Linked DNA regions of Mus musculus: all the other regions are linked to region 1. A link is a contact called in public HiChIP or PLAC-seq and promoter capture Hi-C data. All regions are on one chromosome and are shown on one strand. The core of a region is the stretch at or near the end of the contact, and the rest is flanking DNA. Distances in the headings are between cores, read along the strand shown. Region 1 overlaps Ltbp1 (latent transforming growth factor beta binding protein 1). Region 2 overlaps Birc6 (baculoviral IAP repeat-containing 6). Region 3 overlaps Rasgrp3 (RAS, guanyl releasing protein 3). Region 4 overlaps Rasgrp3 (RAS, guanyl releasing protein 3). Region 5 overlaps Ttc27 (tetratricopeptide repeat domain 27).

Region 1 (3,667 bases), core at 1,071-3,570:
AATCTAGATGCAAAATGGAGAAACTCTATAGCGCTAAAAAACAAAACAAAACAAAAAACAAAAAAACAAAAACAAAAAAACAAAAAGAAGCAAACATACCAACCAAAACAGAGCGCAACCATCTACTCTGTACCTTCTCGTTCAGAGTTGAGACCATGTGGTCAGGAAGCCTGGGTCTAAGGAGGAGACCCTGAGGAGGGTAGAAAACAGTGGTTCTCAATGTTCCTAATGTTGTGACCCTTTAATTCACTTCCTCATGTTGTGGTGACCCCACCAACCAAAACAATATTTCATTGCTACTTCATAACTATGATTTTTTTGCTACTGTTATGAATTGTAAATATCTGATTTGTAACCCCTATGAAAGGCTTTTGAACTCAGGTTGAGAACTACTGATAATATAAGAAAACATTCATTTCTAGGTGTGTGTGTGTGTGTGTGTGTGTGTGTGTGTGTGTGTGTGTTCAGTAACCAAATTCACATTGCGGTGGCAATCTAACTTGGATATGCAAGAGAAACAATGTTTCCCACTGTGAGGCTGAGAGGTCCAAGTTCTTCTAGATGTTAGCTCAGGCCTGGATAGAAATTCTCCTCAGCTTCTCTCCCACAGGATGACTTAGAACTGTGCACATGGTTCTTTTATTGAACTGTGGACTCCTTTTCATAGCTATGTATTTGACTTTTATGTTCAAATGATAAACACAGGAATCACTTACGTGCGTTTATACGTTGCTACAGGCTGGAATGACAATTTAGGATTCTGAAACCGTGGAAGGCTGATAGGCTGAGAACGGGGACATAAGTCTCTTTTCTTTCAATTTTCTCTTTCCTGTAAAGCTCACTGCAGTCCTAGCACATGCAAATATATCTGATTCCCTCTCTCTGTGGGAATATTTGCACTAGAGGTGATTTCATTGGAATTCTTAGCAATGCCTTGCTTTAGGTGAGTATTGGAGATCATATAAGTCCAAGGGTCATTTTTTTGCCAATGAGGACCATGGTTAATTCCTCTTAGGGGTTGAGGTTCAGGGAGGGAGAGAAGGTTTGAATGTGATTGTTTGCATTTTACAAGGTTAAATATTTGTAGTCTTTAAGGAGCAAGGGTGTGTGTGTGTGTGTGTGTGTGTGTGTGTGTGTGTGTGTGTATGTGTGTGTGTGAAGTATTATTGTGAGGGGGTAGAAAAAACAGAACTTCATACTTGTCCCTGGTTCTGGTCAAACTGGAATTTGTAGCTTTAAGACTGAGGAGACTTTCAGGACTAGCAAGTGCCGTGAAGCAGGGTTGGAGAGTGGAGGGGCTTGCCTAAGTGAAGGGCAAGACACGAGCCCTTAATTTGCACAAGTCATTTTAACACTGAGTGAATCGTAGACCCAGGTTTCCTATGTCGTTTCAGTTGGTGTCTATTTAATCTCAAATTCAATCCCAATCAGTTTGGGTTGGCTGCTTGGAGTGCTGTGTGACAATGGCTCACAGCAGAGGTTCTCAACCCCAAAACAGTCTTGAACCCCAAAGGGATCACAACAGATGTCCTGCAGATTGGATATTAACATTACACGTCACAGTAGCAAAATGGCAGTTATGAAGTAGCAACGAAATACTTTTATGGTTGGGGGGGTCACCACAATATGAGGAACTGTATCAAAGGGTAGCTGTATTAGGAAAGTTGAGAACCACTGGCCTAAGGGGAGGGTATAGGATGGGGTGGTCTCTGGTGCTTGCAATTATCCACCGCCTGCATAGTTTACACGACCCCACATAGTACCTTATTCTGTTGTTGCTTTTTTTTTAAAGCCCCTTTTGTCTACTCCTGCTGTTTCTTTTGCTGGTTGCCTCTCCCGGATACTTTGTTGCATCTAGTTCTTTGACCTGGAGTATGGATAAGGGAGTTGCTAAGCAGCCAGCCTCTCTTTCGGTCCTATTCTATCCTCCTGGATAGCTAAAGCCTCATACACTGAAGTCCCTCACCATAGCTGCCAGCTTATCCATCTCTTTCCTGCTTACTGAACAGTTATGGGGAAGAACAGGGAATTTAAGGCTTGGCCCTCCACCTTCCCTCCTCTCTTCTCTTTGTTTGCCCGAGGTCTTTGCTTCCTTGTGCGGTGTTCATTTCCTGGGCGTATCAACAAAGATTATGTGGGTGCAGTGTTTCTAACTTGCTCAAAGTTCAGGTCTCTGTTCTCCGAAACGCCATTTGTGATTCAGAGCCGTGAGTTTGGCCTATTGATTCTGATGGAAATCTGAGCATGGCTGCAGGCAACAAAATGACTCATGGCCTTGACTTCACTGTTGCCCTTATTTTAAACTCCTTAGAGGGAAAGTGTCACCCAGTTCTGACAGAGACTGTGAGCCAGGGCTGGGCTCCCCTTTGACTCAGGGATGTGTCACACTCTCTACCGGAAACTCACATTTTTAACACCAGTCATCATGAACTTGGCAGGAGGCCTTTTGGAGAGGTGTTGGTATTTGGTAGATTTATTTTTTTTCCCTGCTGCCCATGAAAAACAAACTCAGAAATCTGTTTTATTTCCCTCTTCCCCTTTGGAGATTTGTTTTGGAATAGTTTATCATTCCTCCATCTGGAGAACGCTTATTGTTGATCTGTAAATCGTGGTTCGCATAGGACCATGGCGAGGTGACTGCGGCCCTGGGCGAAGGGTAGAATAAACTGGGGCAGCTTGCCTGTTGGGGTGATGAAACCTCTTAGCTGGTGTTAGCGGTGGGTGGCTGGTGACCTGGCCAGTGACCACAGGTCTGCACTTCAAATACAGCTGGATTGACGTGAAGTCTTCTGAGGTCTTTGTGCATGCCTGTTCAGTTACTCACTGAAGTAGGTAACTCTTTTACTGCTCGGTGGTTCTGTGCTGAGAAAAAAAAATGCCCAGACTTGCCAGCCCATGCTAGGAACTTCCCAGAAGCCTAGAGGCCACAACCCATTTATGAGAACAGGGACTCCTAGCTCGTTCTCTGGTTTATTCTTATAGCCGATGAACGTTTCAATGGACTGTACTTCTAATTGGATGACGGTAGCTTCCTGAAGGCATGGCTATTTCACTCATTCATTGTTTGATGCCCAGCACTGGGGAAACCCAAGCAGAGAGGACTGTGGAGCTGTCAGATGGGGTGGGGCGGGGGATAATAATGGTCTTGTAGACTGTTTAAATCCTAGGTCAAGACTATAAGTTAGTTACCAGCCGAGATATTAGCCAGAAAATTCACCTCTGTGTGTCACTGTGTGAGCCTTGAAGAAAAGATTCACTAAAGCAGTGGCTTTTTCTTTTGCTGGCCATCAGAAAGACCTGTGCACTTTCTATTCTTTAGCTACACATTCTAGGGCCCCATCTTCACGATGGGCCTCAGTAGGTCTTGGTGGAGCTCTGATGGTGGGGCTCTTTGTCTCTTTCAAACTTTCTTATTGTCAGTGGTGAAGACTGTTACCTCTAACCCGTCCTTCCTTTATGAGTAAGTTTAACAGATGACCAGATAAGCAATGGCGGACCAAGGCTGGAGAGTTAAGGTACTTCTAAGCTCACTGACATATTTTAGATAGGACTTAGTTCTTTGTTCACTGAGTGAAGGACAACGGTGACATTATCTGGCCTCTTCCAGAGGGACCAAGAACACAGACATATTCATTACATTTCTGTTGCTATGGTAAAATGCCATGAC
Region 2 (3,667 bases), core at 700-3,199, 440 kb before region 1:
TATTTTTTTTAAATATAAAAATCAGTTTATTGTAATGAACTCACAAATAAAAAAATTACACAACTAGATTAATTCAGACAAATACTCCACCAGTGCGAACTCTGTACATCTCAGTGAACCTGTATTCTATTAGAATCGCCATTCTGAAGCCCAAGAGCTTTGCTTAGTGTTTTAAACTTGTGCCCTCAATTAATATTTATGTACTTACCCACTATAAAAAAAGGAAAAAAGAAAAAACTCCATGACAGGAATAAAACTAGCACAGCATTAACTTTGTATCTTCCTTCCTGACTTCTGTATCTGTTTCGATTTTCTATTCTTCCTTATCACCAATATGACCTTTTCTTGGTCTCTTTATCAGGGTTACACTGTAGTCGCCACTGATCTATATGCTTACAGAAATAAATACCTGGTCCACTCACATTTGAACAACAACAAAAAATTGAGATATGTGACCTCTAGAAATAGAAGTAGTGTGCCTCTTTTGACTAAGAATGCCATTTTAGTTTTTTAAAATTTATTGATTCACTTCATTATCAATCCAATATCAGCCCTTTCTCTCCTCACAGTATCCCCTCATGTAAGTTCTCCCCCCATTCTACCTTCCCCTTTTCTTTTTTCCATTTTGGGTCTCAGTCCTGCCCCCAGCTTTTCTGTAAGATTCCCGAGCTCCATCTTATGTTTGTTTATGAGTCTCTGCATCTCGTTCCTTTGGCTGCTGGGACAGAAGTCAGTTATGCTAGGTTCCTGTCTGCAAGCTTAATAGAGTATCATTAATAGTGTCAGGGATTGGTTCTCACCCATGGGATGGGTCTCAATTTGGGGCAGTCATTGGTTGGCCATTCCCTCAGACTCTGCTCTATCTCTGTCCCTGCACATCTTGTAGGCAGGGTACATTTTGGGTCGAAGGCTTTCTGGTGGGTTGCTGTCCTTATCCTTCTACTGGGAGTCCTGCCTGGCTACAAGAAGCAGCCACTTCAGGATCTATATGCCCCACTACTAGGAGTCTTAGCTAGATTCACCTCTATAGACCTTGTGGACCTCTTCCCATCTCAGGTCTTTGGCACATCCTAAAGATTGCCCTCCCACTGTCTACTTCCCTTTCCTCTACCCTGTTCTTCCTACATATGATCTCTCCCTACCCTCTCCGTCCCCTCTTTCCATCGTCTGGGATATCTATCCTCCCTTGGGCCATCCTTGTTTGGGTCTGTTGATTACGGCATGATTATCCTGTACTTTATGGTTAATATGCACTTAAAAGTGAGGACATACCATGTATGTCCTTTGGGGTCTTGGATACTTCACTCTGGATATTTTCTAGTTCCATCCATTTGCCTGTGAAATCCATAATGTCCTTGTTTTTGTTTGTTTGTTTGCTTTTTTGGTTTTTCGAGACAGGGTTTCTCTGTGTAGCCCTGGCTGTTCTGGAACTCACTCTGTAGACCAGGGTGGCCTTGAACTCAGAAATCTGCCTGCCTCTGCCTCCCAAGTGATGTCCTTGGTTTTTAATGGCTGAGTAGTCTACTATTGTATAGATAAACCACATTTTCTGTATCCATTCTTCAGTGGAGAGGCATTTAGGTTATTTCCAGTTTCTGGCTATTACTTATTATAAAACTGCTTTGAACATGTTGAGCAAGTGTCCTTGTGGGGTGGTGGAACATCTTTTGGGTATATGCCCAGGAGTGGCATACTGGGTCTTGAGGTAGAACTATTCCTAATCCGAACAGTGAGGAGTGTTCCCCTTGCTTCACCCCCATGTGCTGTCCTTTTAGTTCTTGATCTTAGCCATTCTGATATGTTCCTTCTAAAAATAGAAGTTGTCTTTCTCCTTTGATTGAGAAATCTCCTGAGATAGTTTTTTACTGGAGCCCTAAAATGGTCTGGCTTAAACTTTTCTGTGTTTCTGTTTCTATTTGGTTTTGAGTCATTGATTCTTTGAGCCTTAAGTAGTTTTCACTTTCATTTATTTTCTCCCTCTGCCTCCTCCTCTGCCCTCCCCTTCTCCTCCTCCTCTCCCTACTTCTTCTTTACTCCTTCCCTCCCTCCCCCACCCGTGTGTGTGTGTGTGTGTGTGTGTGTGTGTGTGTGTGTGTGTGTGTGTGTCTGTGTCTGTGTCTGTGTCTGTGTCTGTCTGTCTGTCTGTCTGTGTCTCTCTGGTGTTCTTTCCAAATTTTCTTTATACAACATGCATTAGTCTACTTTCTTGCAGCTGGATAGTGTTCCCTTGATTAGTTCAATATATTCATTCATTGGCAAGCATTTGGGATCTTTTTATCCTTGGATTGTAGTGTATAATACTGCTGTGTGCGGGTGTATACAAATGTTTATTTTAGCACCAGTTTTCATTGTGTTTGGTGTATGCCTAGGAGTGTCACAGTAAGTAGTTTTCAACTTTTTGATGAATGGCCAAATTGATTTTTATATTGTTAATCTTTTGGATAGTCCTAATGATAATTTAAAAAAAAAAACAAATAATACCAAATACTAGTAATTTTCCTCTTCTTAAAAGCCGCAGGTGTCAAATTCCCATAACCCCACATCAGCAGAAGAACAGCAGCTGTACTGGGCCAAAGGGACTGGCTTTGGCACAGGTTCCACGGCATCAGGATGGGACGTGGAACAAGCCTTAACTAAACAGAGGCTAGAAGAGGAGCATGTGACCTGCCTTTTGCAGGTACGCTTGTGAGTCGGTTGTTATCAGTACTGATGATTTACTCAGTTCATTAAGTATTTTGTCTTTTTTCTTTTTGCTGAGATGTTTCATGTTTTCTAGGCTGCCCTTGAACTCTGATCTTCCTTTCTTCACCTCCAAGTGTAATCATGACAGATGTGCTCCAGCATTCTTAGGCTTGCTTTTGCTTTCTTCTCCAAATACAGTATAAATGCCATGGTTTAAAGAATGGTCTTTTATGCTTGTAATTCTAAATATATTCCCCTCAATTAGCTTCTCACCTCAGATACAATTATCCTTTGATTTCAAGATGTTCTCTAGAAACATAACATCTGCTAGCTAGCCTTTGTTTTAATGTAAAGCCTCTGACCTGTGCTTACAACCCAGTATTCGTACTCCATTCTGCACTGGGACCTCTCACCGCTAAACTGTACCTGTAGCTCACTCTCAGTTCAAATTGTTCTATAGTGATTCCACAATCAAGCAAGTTGAAAATAGGAGGGGACATCTTTATATCATAGAAATAAATGAAATTGCCGCCATTTTGAAGTGTTACTTTGCAGTTTTAAGATGGCATGCTCGTTGTAGTATAAATTCTGAGGTCCCAGCACTCTCAGACTGAATCAGTGCAGTGAGGACTTGGAGTGCAGCGTAGTAGCGTGTGTGCCTAGCATTCATGGGCCCTCTGGATTCAGTCCTCGGCACCGCATTAAAGTGACACTGCGAGCGAGCATCTGAATCTCAGGTCACGGTGACCCACATGGCCAAGTGGAGGCCACGGGAGCCTCCTGAGTTCCCCAGAAAGAGAAATCCAAAGGCGACAGTGGTGATGCTCCCGTGTCTGTCAGTCACTGTCCAGTCACTGCTCTGTTAGTCACGGCTTACTGCGCTCGTGTGCTGCTCTGTCCTCAGGGCGCTCCTCTTTCAGTTACATAGAGAGCTATTGTCCTGTGTAAGCAACCCTCAGCAAACAGTCCCTTCCCTTCTGAAAAG
Region 3 (3,667 bases), core at 684-3,183, 390 kb after region 1:
AATGCACCAGCTTTCTGTTACCCTGAGTGAACTGGTCTCCCTGCAGAATGCCTCTCACCACTTGGAACCTAACATGGATTTGATCAACCTACTCACTGTGAGTCCCAGGGGTCAATAGTATGCTATTTGCACTTTGTATCTTAATTTCCAGTGTCATCGAAAGATATGTTGTAACAATTCACTTTAGAGGGAGAATAATTTGAGGTCAGTCCATGGAGCCTAGGCCTAAGGAGCCTAGGACTAGGATGAGGCTCTCAAAGGATGAGGAAAACAGAAACTTACACCCACAAGGAGCATGATTTGAGACTGTAGCCTCTTGGCAAATACATTTTCCTTCTTTGGGAGAAGCCTAGTCTCTGCCTACATGAACCTCTTCCCTAAGAGCCACTTTAGCCCATTACTCTCCTTCAGCATACTTGGCCAACTAATCAGCTCTTTCCTTATGTCCTCAAGTCCTCTGCTTCTATTTTGATTGATAATTCAAAGACTCTGTCTTTATTTTATTTATTTATTTATTTATTTATTTATTTATTTATTTATTTATTTATTGGTTTTTCGAGATAGGGTTTCTCTGTGTAGCCCTGGCTGTCCTGGAACTCACTCTGTAGACCAGGCTAGCCTCGAACTCAGAAATCCGCCTGCCTCTGCTTCCCGAGTGCTGGGATTAAAGGCATGCGCCACCATGCCCAGCTCTGTCTTTATTCTTAATTTAAACTTTTTATTTCGTATTATATTTATGTGTGTGCATGGTAGGGGGAAGAAGAGGAAGAGAGAGAGAAGGAGGGGGAGGGAGAAAAAGAAGAAGGAGGAGCAGGGAGAGAGAGACTTGAGCATAACACAGCAATCATGTGCAGGTCAAAGGACAACGTCATGAGTTTGTTTTCTCTTCCTACCTGTATATAGATTCAAGGCTAAAACAGGTTGGTGTGTTTGTGGAAGGAGTTCCTTTTTCTGCTGAGTCGTCTTGCTGACTTCTTGCTTTTTTTGTTTTTGTTTACTTTTCTCTTGTTTTCATTTTTTTGTTGTTGTTGTTGTTTGTTTTAGACTGGGTCTTGTTTAGCTCAGGCTAGTCTTGAACTTGTGGCCCCTTGACCTCAATCTCCCAAGTGCTAGGGTTCTAGCCATGGGCCACCATGTGCTGCTTTTTAAAGAGTCTTTCCAGGGCATTCTTTGTTCTCTTCCAAAGCAGGAATGACTCTATTGTGCTTTATCCTGGGTTTTACATTCGCCTCAACTGCAGGAGGCTTTGCTCTGCGTTAGACTAACTATCTTTTTCTGTTCATGTGCTTTAGTTAGCACATGCCCAGCACCTTCCACAGTACCTGGCACAATTAAGAACTCAGGAGTCAGAGTGAATGCTCTGCTTAGGAGTGGTGAGTGTCAGACAAAAAGTCTGACATCCTTTTGTCAACTGCCACTCTATTTATTTATTTATTTATTTATTTATTTAGGCACTTGTAACAGATTGTTTGGGTGGTCTTCAGGTCTAGTGTTTAGACACAACAGGTGTATAAAAGATGACATCTTCCATGGTAACTTGGTTTTTGAGAAGGAAGGAACATAAACAAATTCTCTTATCCTTGCTTAAACAAGCAAAGGTACAATTTCCCCCTTTGGCTTCATAACAGCGCAGCATCTGAAACTCGGCTGCCGTTGATGAGCTGATGTTCTCTTTTGATGTCCATAGAAAATGAAAGCAATGACTCTTCTTAAGCTCTGGCAGCCTAAATTACTTAGGACTGCTGCGTTGGAATAGGAGCCTGGCTCCCAGACTTCACCCACTAACTGCAACTAAAGGATACACCCCTAAGTAGAATGGTAATATCAACTGTACTTTTAGTGTGACGTTGAAGTGGTCAAACCACAGATGTCTTGGGTTTGTGTGATTCAACAACGAACACAAAGATGTTCTCCAGTGGGGAACCACCTCACAATAACTCAAGCACCTGCATTGATTAATCATTTGCCATGTAAATATGTTTCCGTGAATCAGTGCCCAGGTTTCTAACCACAATCAGACTACAAACCACGAAACAGACAGATGATGTCTGAAGAGAAGAGCCAGTGTGGTCCGCAGTTTCAACTGTCTGCCTCCAGACTGTGCTTTTAACAGTTATGGTTATGAGTATAACTTTATAACACAGGTGCCTACATTTGGGCAATGTCTCCAACACCTAGAAGACAATGATAAAGCAGGGAAATTAAGTCAGTTTTAAGTGCATCAAGCAAGGGGAAGCTCTCGCCATGGTAGAATACTTGCCAGCATGCCCAAGACCCTGGCTCAGTCCCCAAACAAACAAACAAACAAACACAAAACCTACATGCACCAAGCTACATTATCAAGAAGATGTTTAGAAAAGTTCTGAAAAAAAATTTTAATGAAAGTTCAATGGTATAAACGGAAACCTGAATTTAAAAAATAAAAGCTAAGAAGCAGTTCTTTTTGGTTAGGAAAAGCAAATGAAAAAAAAAAAATAATGCCAGAGTATGCCCACCTCTTTTTTTTTAAGAGCACAGAGGGACAATGTAGAAGCTATTTAGCATCATATTTAAGTCTGCATAGCTCAGAGTGATAGCAAAAAATCGTAAGTGAGAAGTCTTGACCTCTGCCTTGAACCTGTGCTAGTCCATCTTAACTGTAGCTTTTTCTTCATGCTTCTGTGGTCATTCATGAGCTCTGCATTTCTACAACTCTAGAAATACAGGATGGCACAGCCATGAAAATAAGAAAACAGTTTTATGGCATTGGCCATGGCCCACCGACTCCCCTGGACAGCACAGACCTGCAGAGCAGTCACGACACCTAAGCCAGTTTCTTCGTATATCTAAGATCATCCTTGTCTCCCCACAATCAAGGAGGATGTCCATTACACGCAAAGGCACATTACGTTTTTTTCTGATGCCATGTGGAAGGCAATGTCCTCACCATGAGCCCTGAGGAAGCTTATGTGTCCACTAGAGTCTCGTGTCCACTCTATGAAGCACATGCGCGTTTGAATTAAGAACCACGTGACTGCAGCTGTCTGAGGCACAAGAGCGTGTCCACGAGCACAGCATTTAAGGGAGGAGTTCCTTTTTCTTCAGGTCAAGTGGCTGTGTTCTTTAGTGACCCATATATGCTTTAGCACGTTAAAAAAATAGAAAGTGAGAAAACTCAAGTTAATGAACAATCATTAAACACCTATTCTGTGCATCAGGCTGTCTGCCAATGCTGGAACTTTCCATGATCACTAGTTCTCCTGGCACCTTCCCCATCCATCTCCCTGGTAAATGCTCACATAGGCCCTGTAATAAATCCTGGGGGTTGGGGTGGGGAACAGAAAAATGCCATACCACCTCTGTCCCTTCCTTTCTCAAAAATAAAAGATGGAAGATTTATAAATGTCCCCAAAGTTTAAAAATGACCAACTCCTAGATACAAGGTTGGGGAACTCTCTCCCTTGGGTAAGAAATTACTCAGCATTTGTCACTATAACAAATACCCAGTATAAATCAATTTATTGAACGAAAAGGCTTATTTTTGGCTCTGCCTGTTAACAGTTGGCTTCGTTGCATTGGTCCTGTGGTAAGGCTGCATATCAGTGGGGCAGCACGTGGCAAAACAAGATCACTCATCTCCTGGCTGGGGAGTGGAAAGGGAAGAGGACATAGCTGAGGTTCCACAGTC
Region 4 (3,667 bases), core at 472-2,971, 360 kb after region 1:
CCAGTTGTGAACCTGTGGTTTCTCTGGGTCATCAGTCAGGGAGAGCCTTCACAGAAAACTACTGCTTGAACATTTTTATACATTTCATCTGCCTCTCTACATCCCTTCACTTGGCTAGACATCAAAATGGTAGTGAGCAAAAGGCTGTGTATAATATATAAGGATCTGGGGAATGGGGAAATCTTTCAGGCTGACAGGAAGAACACTGAGGAGATCAGTGTTACATGGATGCCTTGAGAAAGTATAAATGTTTTTTGCAAAGTCATCATGCCCAGATTACATATTTTAGAGATTAACCTACTTATAGAAAGAAAAAGCAAAATTTAATTTTACTCACCCAATCCCCTCAAAAGTAAACCCAAATCAGTAGTAGTTCTCACTGTAGTCTTCTAAACTAGAACACTGGGGATGAGACTTGTCCCTTAGTGTCCTTATGTGATAGATTCCAGGACTCCATGAACACCATGCATGATCATGATGCCCAGATCCTTCCTGTTCAGGGGCACAGTGTTTTTGTTTGTTTGTTTGTTTGTCTGTTTGCTTGGGTGGTTTTTTTTTTTGTTTGTTTTTTTCAAGACAGGGTTTCTCTGCATAGCCCTGGCTGTTCTGGAACTCACTTTGTAGACCAGGCTGGCCTCTAACTCAGAAATCTGCCTGCCTCTGCCTCCTGAGTGCTGGGATTAAAGGCGTGCGCCACCACGCCCGGCTTGGGCACAGTGTTTTTTATATAACCTATGCTGATCTTCCTGTGTGACTTCAATCATCTGTGTCTCACTTGGAGATGTGACCTAATATTGTTATCCTATATTCTTTAAGGAATAATGAAAAGAACAAAAGGTGTTCAGTACAGATATCACTACTTTGAGAAACATACTGTACATTCATGGTTGGTTGCATTTCATAGACATAAAACCTTGAGGATATGAAGGCTCTGATCTTTGATGGAAAATGCTTTTTTTTCCCCAAGGAAATGGCATAATTTAGTGAACGCTAGCAGAGACATAAAGAATGGACTCAGAATTTTGACATCAAATGCTTGCTTGATTTCTTTGATGTTTTGCAATAGGGAATGGAATCCTAGGACACAGAGCATGTTTTGTCTGTCTTGGAAGATTGCATGCTTTACAGACACCTGTTCTCCAAAAGCTAGCCCCATGGTCCCTTATTTCCCCTTTATATCAGTTGCTCATTTATTATAGGAGTCAGCCATCATGCTGTCATGTTCTCATTACTTTATGAGACCTAAAATCTTGGGTGTTCTATTCTTTCATGTGGTCTTTGTCCCTTCAGAGTCTGTGGTATGTAAAGTCACTGTGCTTTGGTCTTTGAATTCATCTCTGGGATTGAAAAAAGAGAATGCCCGTTTACATGGGAATTCACTGGCACTAGGCACTCTCTCTCACTGCCACAATTTCAAGTAGGGGTGTGGGCATCATTCCCATTGTTTACAGAGAGGAGACTGAGAATAAGAAAATGTACGTAACTTGTCCACAGTCATGGAGGAAGTACGTGCAGGCAGAATTCTACACAGTGTAAACAATCTATTAGCCCCGAATCCCAGGAATTTCTCTGTTTATGCTGTCATCCAGGCGAAGACGGGGTTCAATTACATCATTCAAGTGCACATTTTGAATTGTCTTTTGTAGTGAAAAAGGCTGTACCTTGTCATGATCTTCTGTTAGGCATTGGTTTATGACTAGTTTGTGGTGTGCTGGCTGATGGGTATTGTTGGTGGTATTAAGTAAGTTTTATGGGCAGTTGACTTGAAGAATAAGTCCATCTTAGTCACAGACACAAAGATATTGGCTTCAGATAACATTTGTAGTGGAATTTAGTCATCATTTTCGTCACTGGTGTGGGTTGGTTGAAGTCTCAGCAATGACGGCATGATGTAACATCAGCTTTGAGAGGGCCCATTTTTTAGATATAAAAGTTATTAATATAATTAATTGATTACATTTAAAATAGTCCAGCCTGCTCTCTTGCATATATTCTCCTTGCCTAAGAAAAGCAATTCCTGGGAGTTCTGCTGGCTACAACACCCGCACATCCAGGGGGCAAGTGTGCATTCCGACGTGCTTATTCCTTTCCTCCTTGTGGTCACTTGCTCAGTGTGAGGAGTCTTAGCTCACTAGACTAATTGAGACTCTTTACTGTTGGTCAGTTCTCCAACAAGTTCATTGTTTATTGACTAGCACCATTATCAGTATGTTGGTAAGATCATAAAAACAGCTGTATGTGGCTTCTAGTAGTTGTGAGTGCAGCTATACATAGTAATAGCCAGGGAAAATATAAATGTATGCTGTTTTATAATAAATAAAACATTATAATAACCTTTGTAGTATGACTGTTTAGGGCTACTTTCTTTGAATTAAAAAAAAAAAAGTCTTGAACTGACTCATAAACTGATCCAAAAGGTATTTCCCCCTTTTTACTGGTTATTGTAATAAACAGAATTTTCGGCACCTTCCAAGAGCATACAAGAGAACATTTATAAAAGAAGGAAAGACAGTGAGATGGTTGGTGATGGTTTTACCATTATGGATTTCATTTCGGTCAGCGGAGTTCAAAGCAGTGTAAATCTTGATGCCCCTACTGTAATAGAAGGATCTTATTCATGTCTAGTTTGTGACAGGATTCAGGTTGCTGCAGCTACACTAATATCTTTTAAGCTTCTGTTTAATAGGATTGGTACTTTTATTTTCTGAAGGCTTCTTTATTTCCCAAATGTTGTCCCGTCTTTTCCCTTAATCAGCTGGCCCATAACTACCCCATAAGGTGCCATATTATTATGACATTGATTTGCTTTAAGACTATAAATACAGTCAGAGTTTTAATTAAGGATGTGTTCCTGGTACAACTGGCAGAGAACTACCCACGGGAGGAAAATAACATGGGAAATTTATATCTATTCCCAGAGCTTCCTTTTAGTTATTACTTTCTCGCCGCTTAATTTTTTTCAACCCCACAGACAAGCAACTGCATTAGAGAATGTGTAAGTGATTTTAATTGCATTTTCCCCTGTCTGGAGCATTTGTAATGTGGCAGAGAGACCAATGCAATTGGCCCAAAGGGAAATTGATGAGCTAGGAATGGAGTTAGACACAGCCATCAATCTAAGGCACAGTCAGTCTCCAAGTTAACAAACCGGCTCGGTCTCTCCTCTGCTTTGAGGACATTTTCTTTCCATTCAACAATCCAAACTGCTTTGCACTGGGCTTCCTGGGTGCCTTCTGTGCAAATTAACCTTGGAAGGCACGTGAGAGTTGTGCCTAGACATCTGTACATGAAGGTCCCTGTTGCAGAACAGTTCTAAAGACTGGAATCAAGGACCTCGAGAGAAGTATGTCCTTTCCCAGGCATACTGCAGAAGCTCTCCCTGTACCCATGAAGAATGCTCCTTCTCAGATCTCAAGCTAACAGAGCCTTCTGGGGCTCCCAAGCCCTCAAGAATTTGAAGTAGTTTTAAATTGGAGAACCAAGTACATCCATATTTGGTTCTGAGATACTCACACTGCAAGTTCGATTTGAGTGAACACTGAAATTGGCCCGGGTCTCAGTTCTGCTTTCTCAAAGTAGAAAGTATTTCATTTATGCATGGAATGCCTGCCACTCAAAAATCATATGAGTTGACAGGCTGTTTTAGAGATCATTATTTTCCTGTGGC
Region 5 (3,667 bases), core at 805-3,304, 290 kb before region 1:
AGGCTGTTGGTATGTTAGCAGTGGCCCCTTTTATAAATTTGGAAAACTCAATCCTTGTGTTGTCTTGTGTTTGGACAGTGGGCACAGCTTGTGATTGTTCCCAATTATCAGTATCAATACTTTCCCTAGGAGCATCCACCAGATCACCCCTAGTTTCCTCATTTGATGTCCCCAAATTGCAGGGATATTAATTTGAGTAACCCATTGTTGTAAAAGACCCCTTCCCCACAAACTTACGGCTATGTCAGCCACATAAGGACTTTCTTCCCTGTTTGCCCTTCTCGTCCCACACAGGTAATCCATTGGACACTGTGTCTTATTTGTGATAATTTACCAGATCCTGTAAACTGTGTGTAAACCTGAAGTGGCCAATCTGGATTCTAAGACTTTTAGGAAAGTATACTAATGTTAGCTCATGTATCCACCTGTATTTCAACACCATTCATTTGTACCATTCATTTGCACCATTCATTTGTACCATTAATTTGAATCTCTGATCATTAACCACTATTTGCCAGAACACACATTTTCCAGTACTTCCAAAAGCCCCTGTTCTTTCTACTGGAGTAGCCTTGCCCTTTATGTAGGGAAACAGTAACAGCTGAGCAGTTTTATCCCTTGCATTAATTTGTACCTCCTTTTTCATATATATCATAATTTGTTTATCTTTCTTGCTATTCCCACTTATAATACCTGGGTGCACAATAAAATTTCCCAAGATTCCTACTATCCCTGAAAGTAAAGGATCATAAACACCAGTGGTTAGCCTGTAATATTGAAATTTGGGGGGTAGTGTAAGAGATGTATCTTTGGCAAGATCCTGAGCTGCATCTATAAGATCAGAAATACTTAGTTTTGATCTTCTTGTCCACTTGGTATTTCCTGGCTGACCAAAGGAAGATGGCTCTTATTGTTTGCTCCAGGGTCTCAAACTGAAAGCCCGCTCGGTTCGTTTCCCAACTGTAAGGTTATGTCTTATGAATATCTTGGACCTACAATCTTTAGACCAGTGTTTGCCCTTTCTACAGTGGCTACAATACCCTGGAAGCTTTTGTGTTTCATAGCAGCCAGAACCTCCTTATTCTTGTCTATGAATGCCATATTCTCCAGACTTAATGCACTTGCTATTTTGAGACCTGAATCTTTTATTTTTACAGTTTCTTGAAATGACCAAATTCATTACAAAGCACTGGGCATTTTGGTTCCTATAACATTGGCATGGTGCTCCTGAAGGCCAGCACCAATTGTCTCTCTTATCCATTTGTGTATTGGTGCTCCTTGTGCTTTCAATGGACTGACTGACCTCTTACATTTAATATTTGCATTTTCAAATGCCAAGATCTCTGTCAATGTACTCTCTGGTTTCAGGGTCTGATTTGGTCTGTTTATAGCTGAACCTGATCTGTAAGAAGTCAATAAAGGCTTCCCCAGGGCCATGTATTACCTTAGTGAATGAGATGGATTGTCCCCCTGGCTGCTCAGTCACATCCCAAGCTCTTAACGCAGCAACACAACATCGTCAATTATGACATCATCAGATCAGATTTGTACAAAGCCTGGGAAAGCTGAAAGTACCTGTGCAGCCCCAAGCACATGCTCTGGCAGTGCACTTGTCTGGATACTAACCTGTCCCTGTAGTGCCTCTTGCTCTTCCTCAACCCTTGTCTCATGGAGGTGCTCTGGGCACCTATAAGTCAAAGTGCATGGGCAGGGCAAGGTTGTCTTCTAGCCTAGTTTGCTTCCCTCTCTCATCGTGTGGTAAATTTCTGTCTCAGACACCAAGCCGAACAGTGGTGTTGTTCTCCTCTCACTGGCTCTTTTTGCTTTCCAAGCACTTCAGCCTCTGTCCACACACTCTAAGTGCATAGCCAACCGTGCAATCCTTTCTAACCCAAGAGAATTGACTGAGCCTTCTGAGTTTTCAGCTTTCCCCATAATCTTTTTCAAAATGGTATGCATGAAACCTATGAACCAAAACCAGAGAACCCCCTCCAGGAGCAAGGCAGGAAACAACCCAGTGGCAGTTTCTCTTATTTTGCCATCCTCCTTACACAACATTGCTAAGCCATCAAAACTTGCCTATTCCTCTATACAAGAAGTAGCAGAGTTACCCATTATGCCTAGGCCATGTTGAGTGCCACCTGTATTCTTAGATTTTTCAAAACCTACTTTAGTTGGGGTTCTTAAATATTTCAACCTCCCTTCTAGCCCACTGATCAGAGGTAGGGGATAAAAAAGAAGGTTAAAATAGCAAAAGAGAATTATAGACCTGTTTAGTAGTTCATTGAGGCAGTTCCACTCTTTGTTGTCAGGATACCAGCAGTCCAGTTCAGTAGCAAACACCAAACACAAATCAGTAGTGGTGACTCAGTCCAACATAAACAGCAAGGCTTAGCTGAATCAGGATGAGTCAGTAGAAGTGGCCAGAATCAGCCAGAATACCACAAGAGGTTCTTTGATGCATTTCTCTCTACAAAGCAAAGTCTAAAGAAGACCAGTGAAGAAGTGAAGTGTCACACAAATAACAATGCAAGAGCATATCTCTCTCACTGTCTGTGGGATTCTATTTATATTCTTTCTAGGCATCACGTGCTCTCTCAAGTGTTTGTTTTCAGTAAAATATCACAAGATAGCTTCCCAAAAAAGTCACGTGACATGACTGAGTTGTTAAAGAAACCAGAAATTTCTACTTCAGTAGTCCCTTAGCCAGGGCTGTGGATTCACTTTAAAGGGAGGAGACAGTGCTGTGTCTCCTAGAGGCAATGCTGCAAGTCCTGGTTACACATCAGACTTAAAAGACTTGGCAGGGAGAAGGCGGATATAAAACTTCTCAAGTGGTTCATATATTAACATGTTGAAGCAGTCTCATTTTGGATATCTAGAAATAAATATTATTAAACTTATAAAAAGTGTAGCCACCAGAGCAGGTAATGAAGCTAAGCTCTTTCTTACCCACCTGACAGCTCTGGGCTAAGTCGTAGTAATTTTGGAGCTTAAAGAATTCAGCTGTATTTTGAGGACTTGTGTGAAAGTTTTGAGGCATCTTGACTCATTTATTTAATATATATTGTATTGGTGCGTGTGTGCCGCGTGTGTGCTCGCGCAGTGTGTGTGTGTGTACGTGTACACCTGTACTCGAGCACACATGCATGTGTGACTGACTTAGCATGCATGTGGAGATCAGCAGACAACTTGCAGAAATTGGTTTTTTCTTTCATCTTTAGGTACATCCCTTGTCATGAGTATCAAGATGGCTAGCTTACAAAGCTGCCCGGCTATGCGGGCTGTGCGTCTAATAGGCTTGTAGACCTTAGATGTGTTTCCCCACAGCTGGATTTTTTTTTTTTTTTTTGACATGGGTTCTGGCCATCAAACTCAGGTTAGGTTGTCTGGTTTGTGGGATAAATGCTATTACTTGCTGAGCCATCTCACTGGCCCCATCAGTCATCATTGATAATGGGCATTTAAGTAATAATTTAAAAACAAAGTAAAAGACATGCTAAGCATTGTCCACAGTTCTTCAGATTCTAAAGACCTCCATTGAGAAAGAAAAAATAAAGACATTGTAGTGAGTCAGCTGATAGCAACTGGGAGACCCTGAAGTTTAAAGCTGAGAGCTTTGTATGAGTCCAGGGCCAAGATGGTTACCTGTACTGAGAGAGGCAAG

What was found. Promoter capture Hi-C pulls out the DNA fragments that hold promoters and counts their contacts. HiChIP or PLAC-seq counts read pairs in DNA pulled down with a chosen protein or histone mark.
Region 2: a promoter capture Hi-C map of the 3T3-L1 cell line shows a contact between it and region 1, with 2.4 times the contacts expected there. The contact joins two enhancer-like sites. A contact is called at or near these places in 1 of 39 promoter capture datasets (the 3T3-L1 cell line) and 2 of 484 Hi-C or Micro-C datasets (embryonic fibroblasts and uterus).
Region 3: a contact with region 1 is called in a FOXA1 HiChIP or PLAC-seq map of pancreatic cancer cells. The contact joins two enhancer-like sites. A contact is called at or near these places in 2 of 115 datasets of contacts at active chromatin or transcription factors (large pre-B cells and pancreatic cancer cells).
Region 4: a contact with region 1 is called in a FOXA1 HiChIP or PLAC-seq map of pancreatic cancer cells. The contact joins two enhancer-like sites. A contact is called at or near these places in 2 of 115 datasets of contacts at active chromatin or transcription factors (bone marrow-derived macrophages and pancreatic cancer cells).
Region 5: an HNF4G HiChIP or PLAC-seq map of pancreatic cancer cells shows a contact between it and region 1. The contact joins two enhancer-like sites. A contact is called at or near these places in 9 of 484 Hi-C or Micro-C datasets (Sertoli cells, bone marrow-derived macrophages, cortical neurons and 6 more) and 2 of 115 datasets of contacts at active chromatin or transcription factors (fibro-adipogenic progenitors and pancreatic cancer cells).

Annotation. Positions count from the first base shown.
Region 1 is chr17:75,108,296-75,111,962 of GRCm38.p6, forward strand. All of the region lies in intron 3 of Ltbp1 (latent transforming growth factor beta binding protein 1), which reads left to right. Among named protein-coding and RNA genes, the nearest start is that of Ltbp1, 100 kb to the left of the region's middle. Within about 2 kb of position 2,321, at least 84 of the 459 cell types and tissues checked have an H3K27ac peak or open chromatin away from gene starts, as enhancers often do. A contact at or near this core is called in pancreatic cancer cells, where this site is marked.
Region 2 is chr17:74,666,247-74,669,913 of GRCm38.p6, forward strand. It overlaps Birc6 (baculoviral IAP repeat-containing 6), which reads left to right. Exons shown (of 73, transcript NM_007566.3): 63 at 2,513-2,677. Among named protein-coding and RNA genes, the nearest start is that of Ttc27, 50 kb to the right of the region's middle. Within about 2 kb of position 1,950, at least 24 of the 459 cell types and tissues checked have an H3K27ac peak or open chromatin away from gene starts, as enhancers often do.
Region 3 is chr17:75,503,293-75,506,959 of GRCm38.p6, forward strand. It overlaps Rasgrp3 (RAS, guanyl releasing protein 3), which reads left to right. Exons shown (of 17, transcript NM_001166493.1): 9 at 1-97. Among named protein-coding and RNA genes, the nearest start is that of Fam98a, 47 kb to the right of the region's middle. Within about 2 kb of position 1,934, at least 22 of the 459 cell types and tissues checked have an H3K27ac peak or open chromatin away from gene starts, as enhancers often do. A contact at or near this core is called in pancreatic cancer cells, where this site is marked.
Region 4 is chr17:75,469,005-75,472,671 of GRCm38.p6, forward strand. The region is part of intron 1 of Rasgrp3 (RAS, guanyl releasing protein 3); the gene reads left to right. Among named protein-coding and RNA genes, the nearest start is that of Rasgrp3, 35 kb to the left of the region's middle. Within about 2 kb of position 1,722, at least 13 of the 459 cell types and tissues checked have an H3K27ac peak or open chromatin away from gene starts, as enhancers often do. A contact at or near this core is called in pancreatic cancer cells, where this site is marked.
Region 5 is chr17:74,817,392-74,821,058 of GRCm38.p6, forward strand. The region is part of intron 13 of Ttc27 (tetratricopeptide repeat domain 27); the gene reads left to right. Among named protein-coding and RNA genes, the nearest start is that of Ttc27, 100 kb to the left of the region's middle. Within about 2 kb of position 2,055, at least 48 of the 459 cell types and tissues checked have an H3K27ac peak or open chromatin away from gene starts, as enhancers often do. A contact at or near this core is called in pancreatic cancer cells, where this site is marked.